5 separate regions of the Mus musculus genome follow, and regions 2, 3, 4 and 5 are each linked to region 1. Evidence: chromatin contacts called from public HiChIP or PLAC-seq data. All regions are on one chromosome and are shown on one strand. The core of a region is the stretch at or near the end of the contact, and the rest is flanking DNA. Distances in the headings are between cores, read along the strand shown. Region 1 overlaps Niban2 (niban apoptosis regulator 2). Region 2 has its middle 20 kb from the start of Slc25a25. Region 3 has its middle 11 kb from the start of Fam102a. Region 4 overlaps Ralgps1 (Ral GEF with PH domain and SH3 binding motif 1). Region 5 overlaps Fam102a (family with sequence similarity 102, member A).

Region 1 (2,863 bases), core at 206-2,705:
CGAGGGAGTGAGGGAGTGAGGGAGCGAGGGAGCGAGCACAGGGCAGCCTCGGTGAATGAAGTTTTGCTGTGAAGCCGGAGGGTCTGAGTCTGGATCCCTAACAGCCACATCAAAGTCCGACGCAGACGCCAGGGGCTCCCTGGCCAGCCAGCCCAGCTGACACGGACTCCAGGTTCAGTGAGAGCCTCTGTCTAAAAACATAAGGTGGAGGGGCTGAGACAGCTCTGTGGTTATGAGCACTGGCTGCCTTCCAGAGGGCCTGGGTTCGATTCCCAGCACCCACATGTGGCTCATATCCAGTTTCCTATGTCTAGTACCTAGACATGCATGCAGGCAAAATGCTCATACACATAAAATTAAATTAAATTTAAAAATAAATGAGATGGAGAATGGTAGAAGACACTTCACATTGACCTTTGGCCTCAACATGGACATACATGGATGAGTGAAAGCATACACATGTATTCACACACATACATACACACACATACATACATACATACACACATATACATACACACATACATACACATGCATACACAGACACATATATACACATACATACATACACATAGACACATATACATACAGATACATACATATACGCACACACATATACGCACACACATACACATATACACACACATATATTTACATACATACATACATACATACATACATATACACACACATATGCACACTAAAACAAATAAATTTGAAGCTGGGCAGTGGATAAGTATGCTTTTAATCCCAGCTCTCCGGAGGCAGAGGCAGAAACAGGTGGATCTCTGTGAGTTTGAGACCAGCCTGGTCTACAGAGGGAGTTCCAGGACAGCCAAGGCTACACAGAGAAACCCTGTCTTGAAAAACCAAAAATAAAATCAAAATTTCCTTTTTCATGAAGATATCGGTTTAACTAGATGTGGCTCAGCCTGACCTCTCTGTTGAGCTTCGCTCTTAGGAAAGATGAGTTGTTCTAAATTCAGCCCTGTTCTGGGGTGCGTTGCCCGTGAACACAGCAGGCTCACAAGTAGCTGGTTGTGCAGAATGGGGAAGGTCCTTAGTTGGGAGCATCCCTGCTGCTGCCCCGCCCATTGTGCCACCCACCAAGCCACCCTCCCTTGCTGGGGCACCCTTGACCTGCACGCTCGCTTGCTTCGTTGCATCTTCCTTGCTACACGCAGGATGGAAATTTCTAGCCTTGGTAATTTATATATTGCCAGATCTCCCAGACAGAACTCAGACTCCAGGAGAGCGTGTCCTTCTGAGAGCCTGGCTGGGGCTTCCTCTCAGGCCCACATTGGCTGCCCTGACTTGGGTACTACTTCTGCTGATACACCTCTGCTCTGCCCCGAGCCTCGCCCTGTGGGTCCTCCAATGCAGGGATGGGTGCTGTTGGCTCTGAGTCTCTGGGTCCCGTGGTAGAATGTCCTCTGGCTCTGACAGACAGTGATTCCTGTGGGCGGCTGGCTGTGGGGAAGGGAGGGGCTCTTTTCTGTAGGGTGACTCAGCCTGTTGTCACTGCAGTGGGCGCTGTGGCTTGTGACGCATGAACTGCAGTTTCTCCTTCTTGGGTTCCGGGGACACCGTGGTCAGAGGCACGTGGCTAGGGCTAGCGTGTTAACCATCCTCTCTCCCTACTTGAATGTGGCCACTTCCCGCCTCTTGTTTCCTCTTGTTTTCCTAGCTAGGTAAACAACTTGTTTATTTACTCTCCTGCCCTGTGACACAGGCCACCATCACCACCAGTAGCAACAGCAACGTAGAAAAAGCATGTTTTCCTACTCGTTAGCAATGGTCACGCTCCCAATTTTCTCTTCCATCCTTCTTTCCCACCCAGGAACTGAACTCAGGACCTTATGCAGATTAGACACACCCTGCCACTGGGCTGCAGCCCCAGCCCTTCAGTCAGTAAAGTTTTAGCGTCTGTACAAATAAGGTACATAGACAAGCCAGACCTGGGGCCCATTTCTAAAGAGAAATAGCTCCTCAGCTTCTGATAGAAAGTGCACTTGAGGAGCTGGGCCTGCAGCTCAGTGGTCAAGTGTTTGCCTGACATACTCAGGGCCCTGGGTCCCATCTCCAGGACCTCAAAAAAACCAAAACCACACAAAGTGTTATTCAAGAGGCCCTGGTGCTATCCTTCTGGACTTCCTGTAGCTCACTGTCTGCACATTGCAGCTCAGAGGTCCCTAGAGCATGTTGGGGGGGGGCAGGATAGGGTCATTGTTCCCATAAGAGCAAATTGAGGCTCTTTTGGGGTTCAAGGTCCAGAAAGCAGTGCACGGGTCAGGTTCAGCCCCCGGCCTACTTTTGCAGCAAGGTGTATTGACAAAGAAAAGCTCTGTTGTTTGCAACCTGGATGTTAGGTCTAGCGTTGGGACAGAGGCCGTCTGGCTTGTGCAGCTGGAAATATTTACCGTCTGTCACACCACGGGAGGGTCACAGGACACGAATGCAGCCACATGTGGGGAGCAGGGCTAGAATGTGAGTCTCAGGTGTCCTAGAGCTATGCCGTGCAGTCTTTAGGGCTGGATGGCTTTTCTCACCTCGTTTGGCTGTTCATTACTCTCAGCTGTTTTTCTGTGGGGTGGGTTAATGGCTGTGCTGGGTCAGGGTGGTGGTATCTTGGAGGACGAAGGAGATTCGGAGAGGGATGGGTAGCAGGGGTTGCCATGGTGCTACAGGGTGAACCACGGCCTTCTCCTGCTGTGCATGCCCTGGCTGGGTAGTCTTGGCGGACGACTGGAAGGTCCATTGCTGACCCCTTTCTCTCCTTCTGTCCTGGGCAGGGATCCCGGAGAACTCAAAGGTGGAGGGCCCTGCATTCACAGACGCCATCCGCATGTACCGCCAGTCAAAG
Region 2 (2,863 bases), core at 241-2,740, 450 kb before region 1:
GTTGCTTGTTTGCTTGCTTGCTTTTTGAGACAACATTTCTATGATTAGCCTTGGCTGTCCTGGAACTCACTCTGTAGATGAGGCTGGCCTCAAACTCAAGAGATCCATCTGCCTCTGCCTCCTGAGTGCTGGGATTATGGGATTAAGGGCACACATAGGCCTTCACTGTTTCTTTTCTCCCCCTGATTTCCTGACTCCTAGCTGTCCTCGAGCCCACCATGGACATACATCCTCCAAAGAGCCTTTCTGGGTCACACCTCCCTCCCATGTTTATTGCACTGTATTCGCATGTACATGCATGTAATCACTTTACAAGTCTGCTCTGCTGTAGGAACCCAGCACCATGACCACTGGAGGCTAGATAAAACTCTGTGTTGAGGGGTTTTCTATATGTTTTTTTGCTTTGGGTATGTATGTATGTATGTATGTATGTATGTATTTATGTGTGTATGTGTATGGCTGCATATTTGGTGTGGCATGCTGTAGAGGCAGAGGACAACTTGTGGGAGTTGGTTCTCTCCTTCCAGCATGTGAGTTCTGGGATCAAAGTTAGGTCATCAAATTTGGCAGCCAGCATTGTAACACAAAAAACTCCTCCTGTGACAACATGCGTCTTAGTCATAATCACTGTTCAGTGCACGCCACAGACCTGAACCATTTGATACACCTCTTACTGTAGTGTTGACTAAATTGAGAGCCAACAACACCATCATAAGATGATTTGGACTCCTCACCAATGCCAAAGCCAAGACTCACTCACCAATGGTGTGTAGTTATAAGTAACAGAGCCAGGAGTCCAACCCAGGTGTGTCTGCTGTGGCCTCCCTCTGTGAGTCAACCTCCCGTGAGAGCAGACAGCCTGAGCATGAATCACCCTTCCATACCTGCAGCCTGGACCCTGGACCTGTGACAGAAGCATCAAGAGCCTCACCCCGTGAGTCCCAGACACACCTGAGTGCAGGGACCTTGGGCAATCCACCCGCTGGGGCACAGGTGCTGTCAGGTTAACACCTGCCCAAGGGCTCAGACAGGTTTCCCTAAGATCTATGGAGGAGATAATGCCCTAGAGCCTAGATCCTGGCCAGGAGGGTAATAAATGGGCAGAGATGAGAACAGTGCAGAGACCAGGCTAGGAAGCATAGTTCTCCAGGGTTCGATAGCTCCATCTGGGAATTTCATTTGTCTGCAGTCCAAGGCTACTCAGATAACAGCAGCAGAGGCTCTGATAAGGACTTCCTTGCCTGCCTCGGCAGGTGGAGGCTGGAAACTGGCTTCTCAAGGTCAGACATAAGCCCTTGCCAGACTGTCCGATTCAATAGATCCTATTGAATGGAAGAAGCCTGGATACCAAGCTTGAATGTAAAATCCTCCACTTTAAACATACTGATTGCCAAACACTTCCCAAAACTCCCACAAGTTGAACAAGCAGCACTGGGCTGGCTCTACCCACGGAGGTCAGCTTTACTGGGCTGGGCTGGCTCAACCCACAGAGGTCAGCTTTCAGGTTCCAAACTCAATGGGGTCAGTGACTAACTCCCTAGGCAGGGCCAGAAGAAGACATTTGGAGGTAGTGGCCGGCCTGCAGGGGGCGGTAGTGCCAGATCCCCTTTCCTCTTGATCTTGATTTCCCTCCTCAGTGGAGTGGCTGTCCTGGCTGGGCTGGCTCTGGCCCAGGTTAGACTGACTCACCTTGGGGACCTAGGCTAGTCTCTGCTCTGTCCTCATTGAGTCACGGTGGAAAAGCAACAGTGACACCCGCCTCCTCGTGAGGAATCAAGTACTAAGGAAGACTGTGTGCCACAGGAGACTCCGTCTAGGCTGCAGTTACGGAGGGCCTCCAGGCAGGTAACAAGATCCTGGTTTGAAATGTGTTCTTGATATCTTCTGGCTGTGTGTGTGTCTGTGTGTGTGGTGTGTGTTATAGGCATGTGTGCATGCATGTATGGGCAGGTACATGCAGGCCAAAGGAAAACTTCTGTCTTCCTCTGTTACTTTCTACCCATTTCCTCCTATGTCTCTGCCTGACACCCTCTCACCCAGGTTTACAGGCCTGTGCACCCATTCCCAGATTTTTTTTTTATAGCAATTTAATTGTATTCGTTATTATTACGTGTGTTTATGTACATGCCCCAGAGTGTGTGTAGAGGTCTAAGGGCAACTTTTTTTTTTTTTTTTGAGACAGGGTTTCTCTGTATAGCTCTGACCTCGAACTCAGAAATCCGCCTGCCTCTGCCTCCCGAGTGCTGGGATTAAAGGCATGCGCCACCACTCCCGGCTTAAGGGCAACTTTTGATTCCCTCCTTTTAACCTCTTAAGGTAAGGTCTCTCTTGTTTTTTCTTTCCTTCCTTCCTTTTTTGCTTTGCATGCTTGAAAGAGACTCACATGTGTGCAGTTCCCACAGAGGCCAGAACAGGGAGTTGGAGCCTCTGGAACTTGAGTTAAATGTAGTTGTGAGTCTCCATATAGGAACGATACTCTGCTCCTCTGTAAGAGCCGCTAAAGCTCTTAGCCACTGGCCCATCTCTTTGGCCCCTTCTCCTAATTCTGCTGTTGAACAAACTCCTGGCTAGCTGTCCCAAGAGCTCCCAGCCATTCCCCTGTCTCTGCCTCCCATCTCATTGGACATTACAGATTGTAGCCAGTACACCTGGCTTTTTGTGGGTTCCAGGGATTGAACTCAGGTCTCAGGCTTTTATTCCAAACACTTTTACCCCCTGAGCCATCTCAAAGCCTCAATGCCTGGCTTTGACTGTGAATGCTGGGGTCCAACTCTAGGTGTTCAGGTTGGCACATCCACTAAGCCTTCTCGCCAGCTCATTTGTATGTCTGCTCTGTGGATTACTGTTGTTGAGATGGGTCTCA
Region 3 (2,863 bases), core at 196-2,695, 390 kb before region 1:
TTCTCTCCCAGTGCCTATAACAGCACCTAGCACACACAGCGAGTACTCCATTTCTACAAAGTTTAATTTACTTTTTATTATGCATAGGGTGTTTTGCCCACAATTATGTCTGTGTACCATGTGTACGCAGAACCTGTGGGAGCCAGAAAAATGTGTTTGATCCCCTGGAGCTGGAACTGCAGCCAGCCGTGATCTTTCATGGGGGTGCTGGGAACCGAACTTGGTTCCTCTGGAAGAGTACTCAGTGCTCCTAACTAGCGAGCCCTCCATTTTTAAATTTAATTCTCACAGACACCTTCAAAATGGCCATTAGGATGATTCGTATTTTAGAGCTCCAAAATGGAAGCAGAGAGAGGTTAAGGAGCTTGCTGAGGCTCACTCAGTGGCAGAGGCAGGGTCTGAGGCTGAAGAGACCCTGGTTGGCTGGATGATTAGAGAGAGGAGGGAGCCCAGAGTTTGGACCTGAGAGGTGGAATCAGAGCACAGACCCTGGAACAAGCATCAACCTATCCATCCTAGATGGTTCCCTGAGTGGGAGAAATGTGGGGAGGCGGCAGGGTCCTAAGGTTAAGCAGAACATTAAAAACTTAGGGTGCCCAGATCCCAGGCCCTGATCCCAGGGTGTCAGGAAGTTAGGATTGATGGGAAAGCCCAGCAGGGTAAGTTCCCTACTGTCCCTGGGGAGGGTCAGAGGAGTAGAAAGGACACATTATACAGCAGCGAGGGCAGGGTTAGGGCTCTACCTCAGTTGGTAGAGAGCTTGCTTAGCATGCACAAATCTTGGGGCTGGATCCTCAGCTCCTCATAAACCAGCTGTGGTGGTGCACATCTGGTGGCGCACATCTGCAAATGGAAAGCGGCAGCAGGAGGGTCAGAGTCTCAGGGTCACCTTTGGCTCTGTATCAAGTTTTAGGCCAGCCTGGCTAGTATCTATAAAATCCCATCTCAAATAAAGCAGCACCAAAATGAGGCTGTTCATAGCCAGGATCTGATGCCAGGTAATTCACAAAAACCCTTTATATATATTCTATAATGCAGAGAGTATATCCTACATTTTAGATGATATAAGCTCTTTGAACACTGTCAGATCCACGGGGCTAGTGCGACCACAAAATCCATCTCACACATGAGAAAACTGAAGCTCCGGAATGCCACACCTGGCTCCAGGTCCCGGAGTTGAGAGGCCAAGAGTTTGCCAGCAATATCCTAAGTGGCTGCTCAACCCCATGGCTCCTGGGTCCTGTCTGTCCTCCACCGTCTTCCCAGTACTTCACCACTATATGCCACCACCAAGCTGCCGATAGATATTTTAAAACCGTTGCGGTCTGAGGAGTATGACTAAGAACTTAGTAAATATGCAGAGCTCAGCGCAGGCTGCAGGCTGTGTGTGTACGCGCAGGTATCTCAGGACAGGGCGGTGACCCAGGAGCACTTCTCCATGGTACACACAGCCCACATCAGTGGGTGAAAGGTCCTGCCAGGTTATGTAAGATCCACGCCCGCAGCCTGCATATGGCCTCTGGGCGGGAGTTTAGAAAGATCCAGAAGACCCACTCTAGAATAATAAGCAGGCCTCTTTGGAGGTAGCCTCGCCTTTGGATAGGCTGGCCAAGAGAGATCTCAGCCAGCCCATCCCTCCCCGTCTCTGGGTGTCTCCACTCCACTTCCTGGGCGTCTGCCTCTGTGTTATGCCCTTTTCTCTGGTACCTTATGTAACTGTGTAAAGAAGGTGTCCTTATCTTCCTTCTCCATTGAGGACAGTGAAGGTGAAACGGGTTAATGATTTCCTTGAAGCCGTAGGGCCAAGGAGTGGCCGGGCTGGTATCTGAACCCAGGGCACATCTTAGACTGAAAGAAGGCAGCTCCAGACACCTGTGTACTCAGGAGGTGTTCCGAGACCCGGCAGCAGGTAGAGAGAGGGAAGGTGAATAGGGGTCAATTTCTGATTCCCATGGGAAGACAAAGGCCACGTGGGTCTGGTTTGGACTTACCATCTTTCCAATGATACCTTCCATGGCTCTCCACTATATAGATCAAAATGCAGCATCAGGCCTGTGTTCCCTGCTAGCCTTGCCCATTCTTCTAGAAGGCTCTGGACTCTTACACTTTCCCCTCCACCTGTTATCAGCTAGCTGTCTTCTTTCCATCAATGTCACCTCCCCTGGCTGGCTTTCTGCTACTTCCTCCGAGAAGCCCACCTTGACTACTCACTCTCCAGCAAGCTTAATTTTTGCCATATCAGACCTATGCTTTTATGCATACTCACAAATCAGAACTGCTATGAATGCTACCAAACAGATAAGGGAACGGAGGCTGAGGGAGTTGGAGGGAGCTGACCCAAGTCACACAGCGTCTTCTGTGCCCCTACCTGATAGTATTACTCTATGCTGTAGCTCCTTCAGAGGCGTGGGCCTCTACACCTGCCCTGGTCAATATTGTGGCCACCAGCAGCTTGGGACTAGTTATATTTTAAAAGTTGAACTAAATGAATTGAAAACCTAGTTCTTGGAGGGTGGAAACAGGAGGGTTGGTTGGAAGCTGGAGGTCAGCCTCGGCTGTAGAGTGAAACTGTCCCAAAATACTCAGAGAAACAAAGGAAAAAAAGCAAGGGAGGGGGCCTGAACTCCTCAGCCCTGCTAGAGCTCACAGCCACAGATGTCTGACGGTTACCGCATTGTTGGATGCAGAAGCCTTTCCAACACCTCATGGGGTTCTGTGGTCAGTACTGGTCCAGATGGTGGATGTGCTGAGGCCTTAGAACTCTTTGAATGTCAATGCTCATGACTAAGGGACGCAGCACCGAGGTCAAGGTCCGCAGCAGAGAGCTTGCCCAGCGTGCATGAAGCCCTGGGCTCCATCCCCA
Region 4 (2,863 bases), core at 192-2,691, 400 kb after region 1:
AGATAAGGAAAGGAAGACAGCAAGAGGAAAAGGCACTGGCCTTAGTTAGGCCTCCCAGCTAGAGAACAGCAGAGCCAGATTCCTCACAGATCTCACCAGCAGGGCTTGCCACTCCCTCCCCCATTACCCTGCCTGAGATCAAGCTGTTGCTCCTAAAGCCAGAGCCCAGACAGCCTGTGGGTGAAAACAGCTGCTCTGTGAGGCTCTGTTCTGTGTTGTGAGCAAGGCCTCTGTTTAGTGTCAGGTTATTAATTCACTTAAAAGGAAATTTGGTTTCTCACCAGTACTCATGTCATATCCATGCTCAAGAAAAGAGAAAAAATGAGTCTCAAAGTTCCAAAGTGCATTAATTCTGATGTGCTGCTGGCCAGGTCTACAGCCAGACCTGACTCCTGTGTCCACCATGCCTCAGCTGAAGAGGACCCTTTTCTACTGTGTTTTCAGTGTGACAAGAGTCACTAGACAGGAAAAAAACTAGAGACCAAAGAACAAATGACAGCTGTAAATGAAGAGCAGCAGCAGCAGAGGGAGGCCTTCAGCGCTTGCTGGCATCCACTCTGATGAGCCCTGTGCTAGGAGCCCCCCTCTTCTCACTGGATGACAAGTGCATGGTGCTGATACCTCATTCTTTAGTTTGAACAGAGGGAAGCAGCACTGCACAGACAGCAGGTAGGAAGGGACTCATCACAACAGTCTCCCCCTAAATACAGTCAGCAAACAACACTGGGCACCGCAGTAGGTCCCAGGAGATGGGGGAAGAGTCCTGCGGTTATAATCTAGGAAGGAGGCTTTAACCAGCAGACTAGTCAAATGACTACTAGAGGCAAAGGTGTCTACAGGAGTGGGTTAAAGGAAGTCACAGAACCCTGAAGCTCTAGCTGCACAACTGCACCCCATCTTCTGAGGCATCTGGACACTCCAGGTGGAGGGGGCAGCCTGCAGGAAGTAAAATGGGAGGGGACATGAAGGAGAACTAGCAAGGTAGGCTAGCTATTACAGACCCCATGGGATGCTGAAGGAGTATGGACTGCCTCCTGAGTAGAAAAGAGGAGGGAAGGCTCTAGGCAAGTCAGGAAGATGGTCAGAGAAACAGGTCTCTGGCTCCAAAGGAAAAATAGGAGCCAGGGCTGCCGAGGGCTTTGCCATCCATGAAAGAAGTGACCGCGGCTTTGCTTTTTTCTGTGCACACTGCCCAGAACTTGACCCAAGAGAGGGCTTTCAATGATGTCAGTGAAACCTCGCTCCTCACCACAGGCGACTGCCTGCTGGCAGCTCTCCCCCCTCTCCCAGAGCCAAAGGGAATCGAGGACACGCAGGGTTTGTCCCCCATCCAACATTGATCTCGGCTCTCTGGAATGTCCATGTCTTCAGAGGAGGCAGCACAGCCAGACAATAGGCCAGAGGGTCAGCTCCCGACCCATACAGCAGTGTCTCCCCGAGCCCCAGTGCACCCCTGCTGGGGAACTGTGGGCCTGCACTGAGCCCTGGGCTCCTGCAGTCCAGCCTATGTACATAGCAGCAAGTGTCCCACAGATGGCAGTCAAGTCTCCAGCTCCACATGAAGGGAGGCTGAAATAATTCCTTACACAATGGCCCTCTGCCTCAAACATTTGTTCTCAATGCCCCACCTCTTCCCTGTCCAGAGGCAGTCCTCTCTAAGGCTGCAGACAGTGAGGCAGGAAGATGCTGAGCATCTCTTCAGACCTAATGCCTGGCACCCAGGGAAGGTGGCTGTCCACTCTGGGTCTCACCTTCCTAGGTTACAGGCCAAACTCACTTTTTTCCCCTGGTTGTGGGTTCGTCCACAGTGCTGCCTGCTCTCTTGCCTTTTGGTACAACTTCACTTTCCCCTTCTTGCCCTCAGACCCTCATCTAAGGGCCTTTGTCTTCAACCCCACCTCAGCCCCTGCCCCACAGCACAGCCATCACCCACACGCAGTGCTCCTCCATCCCCACGTCTACCTTCTCAGTCTCCATGCTGCCTGGACCTCTGATCCTTTTAACCTCACCCCCCCACAGGCAAAGTCCCGAGCTGTGCTAGGATCATCCTACTCTAGGATCCGTTCCACTACCTCAGGCCCTGGTCCTCTTCTCTGCTTGCCCTGCACTCACAGCAGCTGGAAGCAGCCCTCACCAGACTTGCCATTCTCACCACCACTCTCCAGATCTATAGTCCTGCAGAATCCTCTGACCACCCTCACCACTCCAGAGAGGTCTACCTCGGAGTAGACAGCTAAAAGGGGCAGGGTGGGGGAAGCTTTCTCCTTTTAAAAATCCTTATCGGGCGTGGTGGCGCACACCTTTAATCCCAGCACAAGGGAGGCAGAGGCAGGCGGATTTCTGAGTTCGAGGCCAGCCTGGTCTACAGAGTGAGTTTCAGGACAGCCAGGGCTATACAGAGAAACCCTGCCTCAAAAATAAATAAATAAATAAATAAATAAATAAATAAATATCCTTCAGCGCTAAGCTCAAACTCTGGAGCTGAGTCCACCTAAGGCTCCCTGCCCTAACATGCCTAACAATGCCCAACTCAGAGCCAGAGAATCTACCTGCCCAGTCCAGCCCCTTTCATAGGCTCTTGCTCCCTGAAGATACCCAGAGGCCCTGTGTTTGGCTCTGTGTGTGCTACTGAGTCTCTAGACCTAGGCTTCGAGGCTCTTTTCTTGCCATTCCTTTACTGTGGTCCTCACTATCAGTCCTTGTCCCTGAAGCTGTAGCCCTGATCTTGTAGAGCCTGAACACACTTTCTGTGATAACCAACTTGTGCAGCTAGCGCTCAGACACATGGGAGCTGTGACATTCTGCTTCTGCAGTGGTCTGGGCTGCTGGCCTTCTTGGCTCTCTCATTCACCCACCCATACCA
Region 5 (2,863 bases), core at 112-2,611, 370 kb before region 1:
GGACCTTGTTGTGAAGCTGATCCTGCCCATATTGGATGTAGGCCAGGCAGCCTTTCTGTTTGGGCAGCAGTAGGGTGGACTGTTTGGGGCTTTGGGTTGCAGAGGGCATTCTCTGTAGCAGCCATTATCGCAGGCCCATCCCATGACACTGTTGAACAAAAAAGGCCCAAGGCAAGATACACAATAGCATTTGAGTGGAGTTGAAAGCCTGTGTGGTTCAAGGAGGATGGGATTATCCTTGTGTGGGGCCTGTGTCTGGACAGGGCCACTCAGCCTGACTCCTAGTAAGTGCTCAGTGGCTTGCTTGAAGTTAGTGGCAGTGGCAATGATTGGCCCAGGAGTGGTCTTGAGTCTGCAGTCTCAGGTGTCTATGGAGGAGGTGGAGCCCTGTGAGTCAGGGCCTCATGGTGGTGTCTGACCCTGGGCCTTCTGTCCTGTGATCGGAATCTTCGGTAGCTGCTGAGCACAGCTGGACAAACAGGTCTGAGTCAGTGCCAGGCTGTGAAGAGAGGTGACTCTGGCTAAACAACTCCTGATTATCTTGTCGCCTTAAGTTCAAAGGGCCATGGGGAATCCGATGTGCAGCAGGAACACCGGGTTAGCAGGTACAGTAGTGATGATGGTCCCTGACTCTACAAACTGTAGAGAACAAGCTGCAGGCACATCTGGGAATCCCCTACTGGGAAGTGGTGCCCCTGTGAGAAGGCTTGACTTTAGGGAAATAGACTACAGAGATCTCTCATTCAGTTGTTAGATCTTCAGCACCATATTTGAAGATAGGAGACCAACTGTTAGTGTACAGACGCCCTGCCTCTACTTGGCTCTGGGAGACAAGGGCCTTGCTTGGTTCCAACTACACCTATAGACCCAGTCCTGCCCGCACAGTTAGGGAGCGCCCTTAGGATGGGCCTGGGTGAAGGTATCCCCTTGACTGGAGTCTAAGTAATTTCAGGAACCAGGCCCCAGGGACAGGAATCTCTCCTTCCTCTCACTCCTTCCTCTTTGGGTGAATCAAATACCACCCGGGCTTGAGTCACTGGTCACACATTCCTGGCCACCTGCCACACCTCTGAACATGACAGCTGAGTTTCAGGACTGGGGAAATGGCCAGATCCAAGGTCCAGAGCAAGGAAGAGGGCTGGGTCAGTACTTTTTGCAGGCTTCCAGGACCACCTGCCTCTGAGGCCCCTCTCTGCAGGTACTAGTGCATGGCTAGGCCATGTCCACAGTTCCACAGAGGTGCCTATCGTGTTTAGTTTGGGCACTAGCAATTCCATGAGAAAGAAAGTGACTGAGACCCAAAGGGCGCTAGAGTTCATGGGTGGCAGAGGCTTGCTTGGACCCATCTTTGCCTCCCCGTGCCACTCAAGTGAGTCTGCTGGGTTTAGGAAGGGGAAGTCCCCTGAGCAGATCCGACTCAACACCTCAGCATTATAATAGTCTAGGTCTTAGGAATTGACATTGGTACCACATCCCAGTGTAACATCTGTTGTGCCTTCTTCCTTTGAATTCCTAGGGCCTCTGTTTTCCAGCCCTAACATGGAAAAATGTAGTGTTGGGCATGGGTTCAGATCACTGACCTTGGACAGGTAAATTCTTGTGCCTTGTGTTCCTAGCCTGTGACATGGGAGTGATGGGCTATGGATTCTGTGACCATCTCTCCCTTGGCATGAAGCAGGTGTGATACCATCTCTTCCCTTGTGTGGAATACTCATGGAAAAGGATGAGATCACAGGGCCTAGGGTTCTGGCAGGACAGAGAGCCATGCTGTCATTGAGACCTGAGAATGGTTCTCCTATGTCGGCAGATTTCCCAGGGATGCTGGGAATGCAAAATTATGTCTAGGGGTACAGACTACCCCTCAACCCCTGGACTCCCTTAAGTCCCTGGACTCCCTTGAGAATCAGTGTCCTGATCTGTGAAGTATAAGTATGAAGCGAGTGTATGAAGAGCACTTGGCACTTAGGAGGACATCCAGGAGACAGAAGCCACGAGACACTTTTGTACATGGGGCTGGACCTGCATTTGGTTCAAAGCCAGCAACTTACTATAGATCCCTTCACTTTAGAGCAAGATCCAGGAACTAGGCCTGAGGGTGCGGCCCAGTGGTAGAGCGTTTGCCTAGTATACACACACGGCTCTGGGTTTCAACCGTAGCATCAACAAAAAAGAAAAAAGCTAGTGATTCCTGGCACATTTCAGACTCCGGTTTACAGGCATCTGCCTGGGTAGTAACATGAGCTGTCTGTATATCCTGGCCACGAAGCAGAAGGACAGCTACGTGCCAGTGACTGCAAACAAAGAATGCCAACACCTACCTGTCTTGGGTTTCTTGAAGGTCAGTCTCCAGATTACATGACTGAAGGGCACCAGGATTCAAACCCAGGTGGGTCTTAACCTGATGCTCCTAAGCCAGCCAGCTTGAGTGCCCGTCGATCATCTCACCCCTTCTCCGTGGTGCACTTCCTAAAGCTGCATTTGCTCACATTGTGCTTGATGGCGTCACTTGCCAACGTCAGCTTGTACTCCCAGCTTTTCTGTCTACCCCTGAGCCATTTTTAGGGTTCTTGATAACAGAGGAGCAAAGAAGGCAGCATGGGGCCGAAGGAGCGCCTCAAAACTCTCCAGTGTTGGGCACCAAGTGGCTTGGCTTCTAGGAACTTCTTGCTGCCTCACCACAGAGGAGGGATGTGCCAGAACTGTAGGGAACTGCTTCCCCTGCACGTGGCCCTCAACTTCTGGCAGGAGTCAAACACTGTTGGGCTGCCACGTTGGCCCTCCTGGCCTGCAGCCCCTGGATGGATGCCTTGGCTGGTCCCTGGGGTGGGCCCCTCCCCAGGCAGCTGTGCAGTTCTCTCCGGGA

Evidence for each region. HiChIP or PLAC-seq counts read pairs in DNA pulled down with a chosen protein or histone mark.
Region 2: a FOXA1 HiChIP or PLAC-seq map of pancreatic cancer cells shows a contact between it and region 1. The contact joins two enhancer-like sites. A contact is called at or near these places in 1 of 115 datasets of contacts at active chromatin or transcription factors (pancreatic cancer cells) and 1 of 9 other capture datasets (adipose tissue).
Region 3: an HNF4G HiChIP or PLAC-seq map of pancreatic cancer cells shows a contact between it and region 1. The contact joins two enhancer-like sites. A contact is called at or near these places in 1 of 115 datasets of contacts at active chromatin or transcription factors (pancreatic cancer cells) and 1 of 9 other capture datasets (pancreatic islet).
Region 4: a FOXA1 HiChIP or PLAC-seq map of pancreatic cancer cells shows a contact between it and region 1. The contact joins two enhancer-like sites. A contact is called at or near these places in 1 of 15 datasets of contacts at CTCF or cohesin (large pre-B cells) and 1 of 115 datasets of contacts at active chromatin or transcription factors (pancreatic cancer cells).
Region 5: a contact with region 1 is called in an HNF4G HiChIP or PLAC-seq map of pancreatic cancer cells. The contact joins two enhancer-like sites. A contact is called at or near these places in 1 of 115 datasets of contacts at active chromatin or transcription factors (pancreatic cancer cells) and 1 of 9 other capture datasets (pancreatic islet).

What each region holds. Positions count from the first base shown.
Region 1 is chr2:32,916,201-32,919,063 of GRCm38.p6, forward strand. Niban2 (niban apoptosis regulator 2) reads left to right here. Exons shown (of 14, transcript NM_146119.2): 6 at 2,793-2,863. Among named protein-coding and RNA genes, the nearest start is that of Gm13523, 35 kb to the left of the region's middle. Within about 2 kb of position 1,456, at least 164 of the 459 cell types and tissues checked have an H3K27ac peak or open chromatin away from gene starts, as enhancers often do. A contact at or near this core is called in pancreatic cancer cells, where this site is marked.
Region 2 is chr2:32,470,276-32,473,138 of GRCm38.p6, forward strand. No RefSeq gene overlaps it. Among named protein-coding and RNA genes, the nearest start is that of Slc25a25, 20 kb to the left of the region's middle. Within about 2 kb of position 1,491, at least 50 of the 459 cell types and tissues checked have an H3K27ac peak or open chromatin away from gene starts, as enhancers often do. A contact at or near this core is called in pancreatic cancer cells, where this site is marked.
Region 3 is chr2:32,523,181-32,526,043 of GRCm38.p6, forward strand. No RefSeq gene overlaps it. Among named protein-coding and RNA genes, the nearest start is that of Fam102a, 11 kb to the right of the region's middle. Within about 2 kb of position 1,446, at least 32 of the 459 cell types and tissues checked have an H3K27ac peak or open chromatin away from gene starts, as enhancers often do. A contact at or near this core is called in pancreatic cancer cells, where this site is marked.
Region 4 is chr2:33,315,315-33,318,177 of GRCm38.p6, forward strand. The region is part of intron 4 of Ralgps1 (Ral GEF with PH domain and SH3 binding motif 1); the gene reads right to left. Among named protein-coding and RNA genes, the nearest start is that of Ralgps1, 55 kb to the right of the region's middle. Within about 2 kb of position 1,442, at least 163 of the 459 cell types and tissues checked have an H3K27ac peak or open chromatin away from gene starts, as enhancers often do. A contact at or near this core is called in pancreatic cancer cells, where this site is marked.
Region 5 is chr2:32,547,135-32,549,997 of GRCm38.p6, forward strand. All of the region lies in intron 1 of Fam102a (family with sequence similarity 102, member A), which reads left to right. Among named protein-coding and RNA genes, the nearest start is that of Fam102a, 13 kb to the left of the region's middle. Within about 2 kb of position 1,362, at least 103 of the 459 cell types and tissues checked have an H3K27ac peak or open chromatin away from gene starts, as enhancers often do. A contact at or near this core is called in pancreatic cancer cells, where this site is marked.